2 separate regions of the Gossypium arboreum genome follow, and region 2 is linked to region 1. A link is a contact called in public Hi-C data. All regions are on one chromosome and are shown on one strand. Each heading gives the region's core, a stretch centred on a gene start, on an enhancer-like site or on the middle of the called end of the contact. The rest is flanking DNA. Distances are from core to core; before and after follow the strand shown. Region 1 holds the start of LOC108473448 (dual specificity protein kinase YAK1 homolog). Region 2 holds the start of LOC108470685.

Region 1 (2,735 bases), core at 228-2,727:
ATTTTAATTGAAAATCTATCTATAATATTTACCCATGGTAAGATTCATTATTCCAAAGTTACCAAAATATAATAATATATTTAAACTAGTTTGTATATTTATTTATATTTAGTTTTTAGTTTTAATGTTTTTCTAAAATCATTAATAAATTAAAAATAATGTAATTATAAAATATTTTAAAAATATTTAACTAAATTAAAGTAAATTATATTAATGTTATTTAAATTTTAAAATATTTAATATTAAAGTAATTAGGGTGAAAAAACTCGATTCGATTGGAAAAATCGATTTTTTGATTTTCGAGTTAATTAAATCGAATTATTCAAATTATTCGAGTTAAATGGAATAACTCGATTCGAGTTTTGAATTCGAGTCGAGTTAAATTTTACAATCCTAATAATTCAAATAACATATTGGTGTAAATACCTTTTGGTCCCTCTCAATTTTAAAATAAATAAATTGGTCTACCCTCAACAAAAATTTAAAAAATTAAAAATTTTCAATAATTTTCAATAATTTTAAAATTCAAAATATTCATAAAAGTTTCAAATTTAATATTTTAAAAAATTATACAAAATTATAAAACTTCTAAAAATATATAAAAAGTTAAATTTTTAAAAATTCTAAAATATTAATTTTGGGACCTAATTAATGATTCAAATTTATATATCTCATTTATTATTATTATTTTGCTTTGAATATTTTTAAAATATATATAGTTTTAAATTTATATGCTCTACTATGGAATTAGTTATCCTGTAATAATATTTTTATTTGACATGGTTAATTATTTTAATTTAACTTGAACAATTTTACTCTATTTGATTTGACTTGAGTCAAATTTTATTTCACTCGACTCGATTTAAAAAATTTCAAAGTGAGTTAGAATGATAAAATAATACCCATAAACTCGATTAACTCAAAATTTTTTTACTAAATTTAACTCGATTCGATTAAACACTCACCCTGAAAGTAATACAAAATTCATCTTCATTTGAATATTATTATTAATATATTACAATTTAAATAATATTACTGATGTTTATTTTATATATATTTTAAATTAATTTATTTTAATGTTAGATTTTTATAATTTTATAATTATCTTTGTTTTACTTTAATAAACAAATATAATTAACTTTTATTATATTTGAAAATATAAGTTTAAATGTTACTAATATGTATATTTTAAAATTAACAAAGTAATATTTATTAATTTTAATATTATAACATGATTTACTTAAGTAAAATATAAAAGTAACAAAATAACTTATTTAAAATCAACTGTATAAAAATTATAAAATAAAGTTAAAACAAAATATATAAAAGTTATAAAGTTATAAAGTTATAAAATAAAGATAAACAAAATGAGGGTATTAATTTAGTTAAATTTTAAAATAAATGCCTCAATATGGGTAAAAGAAGTGTAATGTCAACCGACTAAATTTTTTAACCTCGTATTGTTAATATATATACGATTTCTTAGAAAAGTTGAACCAAAAAATAGGTAATTTTCTTAGAAAATTATGGGAAAATGTCACTGTACAGTATTTCCATGGCACAGCCACAATCCCATAAAATAACAAATCTAAATACGAAAAGAAAATAAAAGCTCCCATTTGGAGGAAGAAAGAAACACGGCGTCTTTGTCCTCTCAGACCCAAAACTCTCTTCTTTTTTTCTTTCTCTCTCTTTCTATTTCTTCATCTATTGATCTTTCTTCTTGCATTTCTTCTTTATAATCTAAGTTTTGGGTCTTTTTATTTTCTTTAAAAAAATCCGATTTGGTTTCTTTTGTTGGTGGGTTTTTGTTTTTGTTTTATTGTGTTTATTTTACAATCTATAGAAGGGGTTAATCCTTTTTCTGTTTCTTCTTTATATCGAAATTTGATTTTTCTTATATTTATTGATAATCTGTGGATCGACCTGGACTTCCAATATTCTGATTCTTCTCTGTTTCAACTGTTAATAAGAGAAAATAAGAAGAAAACTAATGGGATTGGAGTCAGCTGGTGAGTTCTTTGAGAAATCACTGAAGTTTCGATCTTGACTTCAAAATTGCAATCCAATTGCTGATCAAAATCGGGGTGTTGTTAGTTTTTTCAACTTTTGGGTGGCTTCAATTTCAATGGAGCTATTGGGGATAATAGTAAATTTTGGGGTCAGAAATGGTGGATTCCTTTTCTAAGGGGATAGTTATGGATGAGGTTGGTCCTAGTAATCAAAGAGAGCCTCAGGGGGCCTCTGAATTGGGTTCAGATGAAGGGTCTGCAGTGCGATGGCGGCCGAGTCAGCTGGTTTTTGGACCGTATTCACCCAGGAATGAAGCTGGTAGAAAGCCGCGTGTTTTTGTCAGGAGGCCTGTAAGTTATATTTTCTAATTGTTTGTTCCTATTTACTTCTAAAGATTTGTGGGTAGTTTTTTGCATGTTCAAATGTTTAGAAACTTTTGAGGAGCTTTCGATTTGGTTTGAGTTTGAATTGGTGTAGATTAAGAGATGTTCAGCTGGTTTGATTGGTGATTCTGTTTGTCTGACACAAGAGAAGCATATATAAGCCAAGTAAACTTAATCTTTAATGTTTCACTACATGAAATATATCATAGAAAGCTCTCAATTATTATACTTTTCTCAATTTGTATAATGCACCATTTCAGTATCCTAAAGCCGAGTAAGTGATCAGATTTCTTCCAGTTAGAAGAATGCAATATGTTGATACAAATATTAGCAGATTGA
Region 2 (2,888 bases), core at 293-2,792, 230 kb before region 1:
CAGTTCGGGTTCACAAGGTCTTGTGCTCACGAATTGTTGGATTCGCAAGCGTACTGGCTCACAAGGTGTCTCTATAGTCAATCTTTCAAACCTAGAATTTATATCTCTTGAATGTTACTAAAGAATGTAAAATTACTTAGAATTTCAAAATTCTTTTCTTCTGTCTCTTAATTGCAGCAAATGAAAGAAAACTTCATGTAAAGCTTAGCATTCAAGTTCTCTAACACTAACTATAAAAAAATCACAAAATCATCAAAAACAAAAAACTGAAAAAGAAAAGTGATCAACATAAGCAAGATTCAAGGTCAAAAGAAAATTGGTTAAGAATCAAAATATTCCTTTTCCTTCAATTGATACATTTTTGAGCATGCAGTAAACTAAATTAAACCTTGAAAAAGAAAATTTTAAAAAAGGAGAAAATGGAGCAAACCTTTTGACAAAGAATGTAATTGCCCGCTAATTTGTCGAATTGAAGCAATAGCTGCCATTATTATATCACAAAATTAATATATGAAGCTCTAAGACTCGATTTCAGAGACTCGGATGATTCATTCATTTTGCTTAACAGAGAGAACGTTAAAGATAATCGATAACATATCACATAATATCTAGCAAACAAAATGGTAGTTCAATCCAATCCTTGAAACCAGTAATGTATAATAAAAACATTATCAAAAGAAATCAAAGACTTAAAATCCATCAAAGCTTTCAACAAGGCTTCTTGCCTTCTTCACCTACGTAGATCTCTTACTTCTCAGATGAGTTAGGTCCCTTTTTTTGCCAAATCCAGCCACTGTAAAAAAACCCAAAAAAATCATATTATTAATAGTCGATTACAAAAGAACAAAATAAAGGATTCTGTTAAGTGATTAACCCTAAAAAGTATTTAAATACTTCTTAGAGCATAAAAAATCCCTAAATTCTCAACGAAATTTCAAAAAAAAAGAAGCAATTTACATTTTCATTAATTACCCTCACTGTTAAGGTAAAAGAAATATACAGATGTATTAGGACAAATAAATTAATAAATTGAAATCGTAAGTTAAATGTGAACTTGAAATAATGAGTGCAAAGATTGGGTTATTATAATGTTATATTGTGGATTCGAAATCATAAGAGTAACGATTATGTATTTATTTCCGCAAAAATAATTGAAATGCAAGAAAAAAAAATGTCACAAGTTTTTTGATAATTTGGTTGCCTTCAAGGTTAGGAGAATTGGATATTTATAAAATATGATTACTACTCATTGAATGTGACATTCTAGATACTCTCTATGCATGTCGGCACGTATATTATTTTAGACTTAACACGTGTTCACTAGTCTACTCGCTTGACTTCATAACCTCTACTTGTGAACAACTAGCGACATGCTAGTTAGGCTCGTGAGCCCCTAATGTAGGGCTCGCAAGCTGGGCTTGCTAGTCCTTCTTTCAGGTCGTGAGTCGATAGTTTAAGTTATATTCGAGTTCTGAGTTGATAACGAGAAATATCATAACAATATAATCCCTCCTGTTGGCTCCAAGGGTTATAAAGTGGCATTTCTTATAGCCAATGTTTTGAATTTATATGGCTTATTAAACACACTTTGATCACTAATGTATAGCGTTTAGTTTGCCACGTGTACGAGTGGATTACATCTGCTTGCATCTGACCATTCCATACTTTTCGGTTATTTGAATCGTTAAAGCACAAAGGCAAGAAACTCTTTAAAAGGGGGGGTTTTAGAAGCCCTAAAAATCACAGATTACAAATTCTCAACAACTGCGATCGACGAGAGGCATTTTTTTCAAAGGTAAACCCATGTAAACTTTTTCTTCTTTGGGTATTCTTTTCCTCTGTTTCGACCATGCCTAAACTAGGGGAGGTAGTAGTGGTCGGGTAACTCTAAGTTATCCACCGTGACAGCGTACAACGAAGGTTCCTGCTGAGGCTAATTTCTATGCCTGCACTACAAAAAGTGAGGAAATGTTTCGTGCCCTAGCTACACGAGAAATTAAAATTCCCAATTTCACATGCGATTTTTTTATTCCTGTAGGTTCGCATCGACAGAGCGATACCAACGATGACAGTATTCTGCTCCCCCTCCATGTAATAGAGGCTTGATTCCACTTGCATCTATACTGTTTCTTCTGCCACCTACTCAAGGATTATGGGATAGCCCTTGACGAGTTATCTGAGTTCTCCTGATGGATTGTGATGGCCTACTTTATCGATTGTTGTCGATGCGATGAGATGCCACTGCTCGCTGTTTTTCAACGTCTATACCAATTGAAGGCCCACAATCGAAGGAAGTCATCAGGTCTATATTATTTCACCCTTTGTAAAGACGTGGAATTTATCATTTTCAATAAGTGCTCCAATCTCCGTTTGAATCGGAGCAAGTATAATCAGGTGAAATGTAAGCTTGTCGATGGCTTCGGTTTTCACACTGAGTGGTCCCCGCTGAGTAAGGATGTGTGCTTAACTTAATGAAACATTATGATAGAAGGGGGTTGGGCATAATTAGAGAGGCTTCGTAAGGGGCGTGTTCGAAATATGAAGGATGTCCTGACCATGGGGAATGTATTCCAATACTATCCGGAAAAATTTAGCCCCAACGGATGGAAATAGGGTGATAATAATGAAGTAGTTGATGCTGTTAGGGTGCAACTTGAGAGGTTCACGTGGCCACATGGAGCCAAAGATGACCTAGGACTAATATTGTTAGGATACAAAGAACCAAAGAACTACTTTTATAGCTTCTGTAAAATGAGGCATCGCCCTTGGTTCTCACTACTTTCACCATATGTGGAAGTGGTGTGAACCCTAACTTGCTTACTATTACTATTGATCTTAGAATTGTTGGTGGTGCAGGCACAACTCGCAATACTGAAGATAGTTTGGAG

What was found. Hi-C and Micro-C count contacts between places; a contact is called where the count stands out from the background.
Region 2: a Hi-C map of leaf shows a contact between it and region 1, with 4 times the contacts expected there. The contact joins the promoter of LOC108470685 here to the promoter of LOC108473448 in region 1. A contact is called at or near these places in 2 of 5 Hi-C or Micro-C datasets (both in leaf).

Annotation. Positions count from the first base shown.
Region 1 is chr11:91,493,932-91,496,666 of ASM2569848v2, reverse strand. LOC108473448 (dual specificity protein kinase YAK1 homolog) reads left to right here and starts at 1,477. Exons shown (of 18, transcript XM_053021901.1): 1 at 1,477-2,363. The coding sequence starts at 2,169.
Region 2 is chr11:91,723,077-91,725,964 of ASM2569848v2, reverse strand. LOC108470685 reads right to left here and starts at 1,542. Exons shown (of 8, transcript XM_053021321.1): 1 at 1,485-1,542; 2 at 726-746; 3 at 431-481. The coding sequence starts at 1,542. LOC108474173 (a long non-coding RNA gene) reads left to right here and starts at 1,645. Exons shown (of 3, transcript XR_001869863.2): 1 at 1,645-1,795; 2 at 2,039-2,302; 3 at 2,857-2,888.